Regions from separate parts of the Oryctolagus cuniculus genome. Here region 2 is linked to region 1. The links are chromatin contacts, called in public Hi-C maps. All regions are on one chromosome and are shown on one strand. Each heading gives the region's core, a stretch centred on a gene start, on an enhancer-like site or on the middle of the called end of the contact. The rest is flanking DNA. Distances are from core to core; before and after follow the strand shown. Region 1 overlaps LOC100345551 (phospholipid-transporting ATPase FetA). Region 2 holds the start of CIMIP2B (ciliary microtubule inner protein 2B).

The links. Hi-C and Micro-C count contacts between places; a contact is called where the count stands out from the background.
Region 2: a Hi-C map of liver shows a contact between it and region 1, with 4 times the contacts expected there. The contact joins the promoter of CIMIP2B here to the enhancer-like site in region 1. A contact is called at or near these places in 4 of 6 Hi-C or Micro-C datasets (ear pinna, liver, psoas muscle and 1 more).

What each region holds. Positions count from the first base shown.
Region 1 is chr1:198,445,412-198,447,984 of mOryCun1.1, forward strand. It overlaps LOC100345551 (phospholipid-transporting ATPase FetA), which reads left to right. Exons shown (of 26, transcript XM_070053990.1): 17 at 61-172; 18 at 1,439-1,544; 19 at 1,921-2,068. All of the region lies in intron 1 of LOC127490675, which reads right to left. Among named protein-coding and RNA genes, the nearest start is that of RUSC2, 15 kb to the right of the region's middle. Within about 2 kb of position 1,275, at least 2 of the 8 cell types and tissues checked have an H3K27ac peak or open chromatin away from gene starts, as enhancers often do.
Region 2 is chr1:198,523,273-198,525,845 of mOryCun1.1, forward strand. It overlaps CIMIP2B (ciliary microtubule inner protein 2B), which reads right to left and starts at 1,281. Exons shown (of 7, transcript XM_017339759.3): 1 at 1,140-1,281; 2 at 437-660; 3 at 140-351. The coding sequence starts at 1,201. RUSC2 (RUN and SH3 domain containing 2) reads left to right here. Exons shown (of 13, transcript XR_011380830.1): 12 at 616-786.

The DNA.
Region 1 (2,573 bases), core at 25-2,524:
GGGAAGCGGTGGATGCTGTGACTCCGCCTTCTCCTCACTCACTGCTATCTCTGTTTGAAGCTGTTAGGGGCCACAGCCATCGAGGACAAGCTGCAAGATGGAGTCCCTGAGACAGTCATGACCCTGAGCAAAGCCAAAATTAAAATATGGGTTTTAACTGGAGATAAGCAAGGTAAAGGGGAGCGCCTGGCCTGGCCTGGCCTCTTCCCTGCCCACGTTAGCCATCTCTTTTCTTCTTTCCTTTTTTTCAAAAGTGACTTTCCTGACAAACAACTTGGAACTCACTTCCAGTCCGTACAGGACGCCTCCCTTCCCAGGCTGGGATAATTTGCTGAGTACACACTTCATGTCAGATGCTGTATCAGGCACCGAGAACCTGGGGATGAATCTGTCTCCCACCAACTATAAGCTCCCGACCTTAGAGTTGTCTTTGTGCCCTCTCCATTGTCGCAAAGGGGCCCTTTCTCGCCAGATCCCACTGATGGACGTGAAAACCTCCCCACCCTACCGCCGCCTGAGTTCAGTTGTACATCTGCAAAAGCTTGAACTCTTCTCTGTTTCTTGCTCTTAATAATTGCAGCATAACCTATTTGCAATCATCATTTCTCTCTCCCTCAGACCCTGGGTTTTTAACTTAATCCCCTGCTCAGGACCTACAGTAGCTCTGCGTGGTAAAGACAAGACATCTCTATCGGGCCTTCAAGACCTTGAATGGCCAGTTCCTCCAGCATATCCCAGTCAGCGCAATTCTTACCTAGGGCCTCTATGTGGGCTGTTTACCCCTGGACACGCCTTTTCCTTCCCTTCAACAGGCCTTCCTCCAAGGAAGTTTCTGTGATAATCACAACCTCTCCCCTGAATTCTGATACCACTTGTAGTCAGAGATTCAGGACTTAATTTAATTTTTTCTCCAGTATGAATTTATTCTACATTCTGGATTTCTTAATGTCAAGGAAAGATACAACTGAAACATATCTCGATCCTCCAAAAAAATCTATAACAGACATGGGCACAGTGCTGTTCAAAGCAATACGTCCTGATTGCCTGGAGAACTGGAATCAGACCGGAATTACTTTAAGAAACAGGGGGAGGTTGTCTAGGGAAGGCTAGGCCAGAGTGACCCTAGTTGTTGGTTAGTAACTCGTAAGTCTGTTCCTGTGGGTGTTTGAATATGGCCACCACTGATTCTTGAAAAACATTCTGAGTGCCCCCATGGCAAATGTGGGCAAAGGAACTATGCCTGCCACTGTTAAAGACCCTCTCCCTGTACACTGTGAACACCCTGTCCCTGTACACTGTGAACACCCTGTCCCTATACACTGTGAACACCCTGTCCCTATACACTGTGAACACCCCATCCTTGTACACTGTGAACACCCTGTCCCTGTCTAGAAACACTCACCAAAATGAGACCTGTGCCCCTCCCCCCCCACTATAGAAACTGCGGTAAACATTGCCTACTCCTGTAATATATTCGAAGACGAAATGGACGAGGTGTTCACCGTGAAAGGCAAGGACAGTGAGACTGTTCGTCAAGAACTCAGGTACCAATAGAACGGCCACACTCGGCCCTCGGACCTAAGCTTTCCCAGCCATCTCTTCTCCCAGTGTCGCCCCTGCACCACCAGAAGGAATAGGGGAGAAATGGAGAAAGAGAAGACAGAAAGCTGAACTCTCGAGAGACTGTCACAAAGCACCGTTCGCTAAAGGAGTTGGAGTGTAGGTGGCGGAACAGTGTGGCATAGGGATGGCCAGGGACCTAAGACAGTGGCAGGTGCCAGGAAGCAGTGGAGTCTGAGGTCCCAGCTGGTGCTTTGCAAGAGGCCCTATACTCCCCACTGCCCTGCCCCCCGCCCCGGCCCGCTTTCTCCAGGGCTCCACTGTCCTCCCTAAGCTCTGACCACTACTCTTGGCTTGCAGGAAAGCAAGGAGCAAGATGAAACCCGATTCTCTCCTGGACTCAGACCCAGTGAACATTTTCCTCGCCAAGAAGCACAAAGCACTCTTCACAATGCCTGAAGAGGTGCCCAATGGCAGCTACGGTTTGGTCATCAATGGCTACAGTCTGGTGGGCAACACAGAGCTACGATTCTGTTTCCTCCTCCCAGGGGCCTCTCTTCCCCAGCCCAACCCACCCCAGCAGAATTTCAAGTCCCCTTTCTCAGCCTCTGAGCTGCGCTCTGGCCCTCCCTGGGTGCCCTTGCCTGAACGACACCTCTCCCGGGGAATCTAGGCAGGAGTCAGTGAAGAAAGGCCAGTGAACGCATAGTCTTTCCTGATCCAAATCCTTCGTACGCTGTGGGCGGTCACTTAGGGGAGGGGGAAAGCAAGCAGGGCCAGGTCCTCCAAGAAGCACCTTAGCCTGGCGGTGCTGTCAATTGACTTGTTGGCTGCTCTCCCCCTGGAGGCTGGGTCAGATGGGAGGATGTTTAGGACATACTCAGGGGCTTGGCGATCCTGGGGGGCGGGGCACCTTGGGAGCAGGTGTTCCTGCCCTGGGAGGGACAGGAAAGTATGGAGGATGGGGAAGGGCCTGAGAAGGTCCTGCCCTCACAGCCTCTGGGGGCAACCTG
Region 2 (2,573 bases), core at 31-2,530, 78 kb after region 1:
CAGGGCTGTAGAGGTGGCAGTCCAGCCCCAGCCCGCCCCCACAGCCACACCCTCCAGGGCCACCCCTGGGTTTGGACACAAGGATGAGGCTCCCCGTCCAGCCCAGTCCCGCTTTCCCCACCAGCCTTCTTGGTCTTACTTGTTCCACTTCCTGCTCCGGCTCTGGTTCCTTCCTTGCCTCCTGCTCCAGTGTTGGCTCCTGCTCTTTCTCCGTACCTTTTGCGCCCCTGGCCCCCTGTGGCAGCTCTGGGCCCCCTTGCCCCCCGTTCCACCGAGTGAAATCATTCAGAGCCTCGGCCCAGACCCGGCTGCAATTCTTGGCAAAGATGAACTGCGCCTGGGGTACAAAACCTGGGCGGGCAGGGGCCAGAAAGGTCTGTTAGTATTGACGACATGTTTCGGGGTGGGGGGCACCTGGCCATACCTGTGCACAAACCTGTGTACCCCGGGACCATGCTGGAGCTGAGCCGTCCGTGCCCACGCCTAGGCGGCAGGCTTCCCGTGGGAACCTCAGGAGATCTTGGAGGCCGAATGGGAGGCAGAAGCGAGCGATGGGCAGGGGGCCAGGCTAGACCAGGAGGGCCTTGCAGCAGCTGACCAGTCACCTGCCCATAGGTCTGGCCCATGCTGAACCGAAGCAGCGGGCAGTGTCCGGTGTACCTGCAGCACACAGCCCCACCTGTCGCCGCTGCAGGTCCCCTGCAGAGGAAGCTGCACTCTTAAAGCCCTGATCTGGAATCCACTGTGTGCGAGTGTACTTTTAGAAGTTCATGGAAAAATGAAAATGTAAGTTTATTTTGCTGCAAAAAAAAAAAAAAAAGCTGCCGTGCATTCTACACATTTTTCCTGAACTTGCTGAAGCCCCCTCGCAGCAACTGGAGCCGGCATTTCTGAGTTCTCTGCTTGGGCTTTTGATCCTCCCTTGCACTGTTCCCTTGTTCCCATGGAGAAGGTAACAGGAAGCTGGGAGGCAGACCCAGCCAGCACCCGGCCCTTGCTTTTCCTTCCCATCCAACGGCACAACTCCCCTGGCCTTGGGCCTCCCAAACCAACATATCTGCTGGGCCCCAGGGGCTAGGTGTGCAACCCCTGTGTCCCCGTGGAAGCAAGCGGGAGAGTGCGCTGGGTGGAGGTCTTACCCCGGGATGTAACGAGGATTCTGAGGGTGGAGCCCTGGTATGAAGGTGCTGGTGCCGGCCATAGCCTTGGGAACCCAGGCAGGTCCTTTTGCTGGCCTTGGGGAGGCTCTGGGCGATGTGTCCGGTGTCCAGGGCTGTGCGGCCAGAGGGGGGCGGGGGCGGGGCCGGGGCCGGGGAGGGGCGGGGGGAGGGGCCAAGGCGGCCCAGTGGAGAGCCCTTGGACTCGCAGGGTGTCCGCCCCAGGACCGGCGCCGTGGGCCCCAGGGCAGAGGGGAGCCGTGAGGAGTGCACGCTGCCCAGTCCAAGGCTGAGGCCCTGGGCGGGAGGCTCCCGCTCTGGGGCTGGTGGGTCTTTCAGCGCAGCCTCCTCTGAGCAGCCGCTGCGGGCATACGGACAGTGCGAGCCCTGGGAGTGTCCCTCACGGGTTGGGGGGGGGGGGGGACGGAGGCTGAGGGGAGAGGACAACGGGGACAGCAACATCAAGTTCACTCACAGCGAGAGGTGTGATACCTCCTGGCGCCGGCATCCTACATTTCGCGGCGCCTTCTGCCACGCACGGTGTGGGGAGCGGGAAAGCTGGGGTCCCCAGGCCTTCGGGCAAGTCTGGGGCCCCTGCCCTCATTTATAAAATGCACACGGATCGCTCTCCCTGTGCCTGTGGTGGGGCCCAAATTCATGTATGCAAATATGTGGTGTAACCATGAGGACCGTAGCCAGCATGGCGCCACAGGGAAGGCATTGGCAGTCACAGGTTGAGGCGCTGGTGGTCCTGAGTGGGTGACTTCTTGGGGCAGGCAACTTAACTTTTGAAACCTAGCTGACCAAGGTACCGTGAGGCAGGAGTTAGCTAGGGTGTGTGAAAGAACCTGCACCTGCACACGGCGACCAAGCCCTAACTCCCAGCCTTCTTGTCTGTCACTCCCAGTTTGTAGCACGTGGGCCACAGCAAGTGGTAATAAACCCAGCGGATAGGAGTGTTCTCGTGTGGAAGTTCGGACCCCAGGGTGAAGTTTTAGACAATGAAACTAGAGGGAGAGTGAGACTTTATTAAGAAAATAATTCATGGGGCCAGCACAGTGGCATGGCCAGGTAAAGCCACTGCCTGCAGTGCTGGCATCCATGTGGATGCTGGTTCGAGTCCCAGCTGCTTCACTTCCAATCCAGCTCTCTGCTGTGGCCTGGGAAAGCAGTGGAGGATGGCCCAAGTGCCTGGGCTCCTGCACCCGCATGGGACCTGGAGGAAGCTGGCTTTGGATTGGCACAACTCCAACTGGGGCATGAACCAGCAGATGGAAGACCTCGCTTTCTCTCTCTCTCTCTCTCTCTCTCTGCCTCTCCTCTCTCTGTGTAACTAAAGTAAATAAATAGAAAGAAAGAAAGAAAGAAAGAAAGAAAGAAAGAAAGAAAGAAAGAAAGAAAGAAAAGAATTCAGAT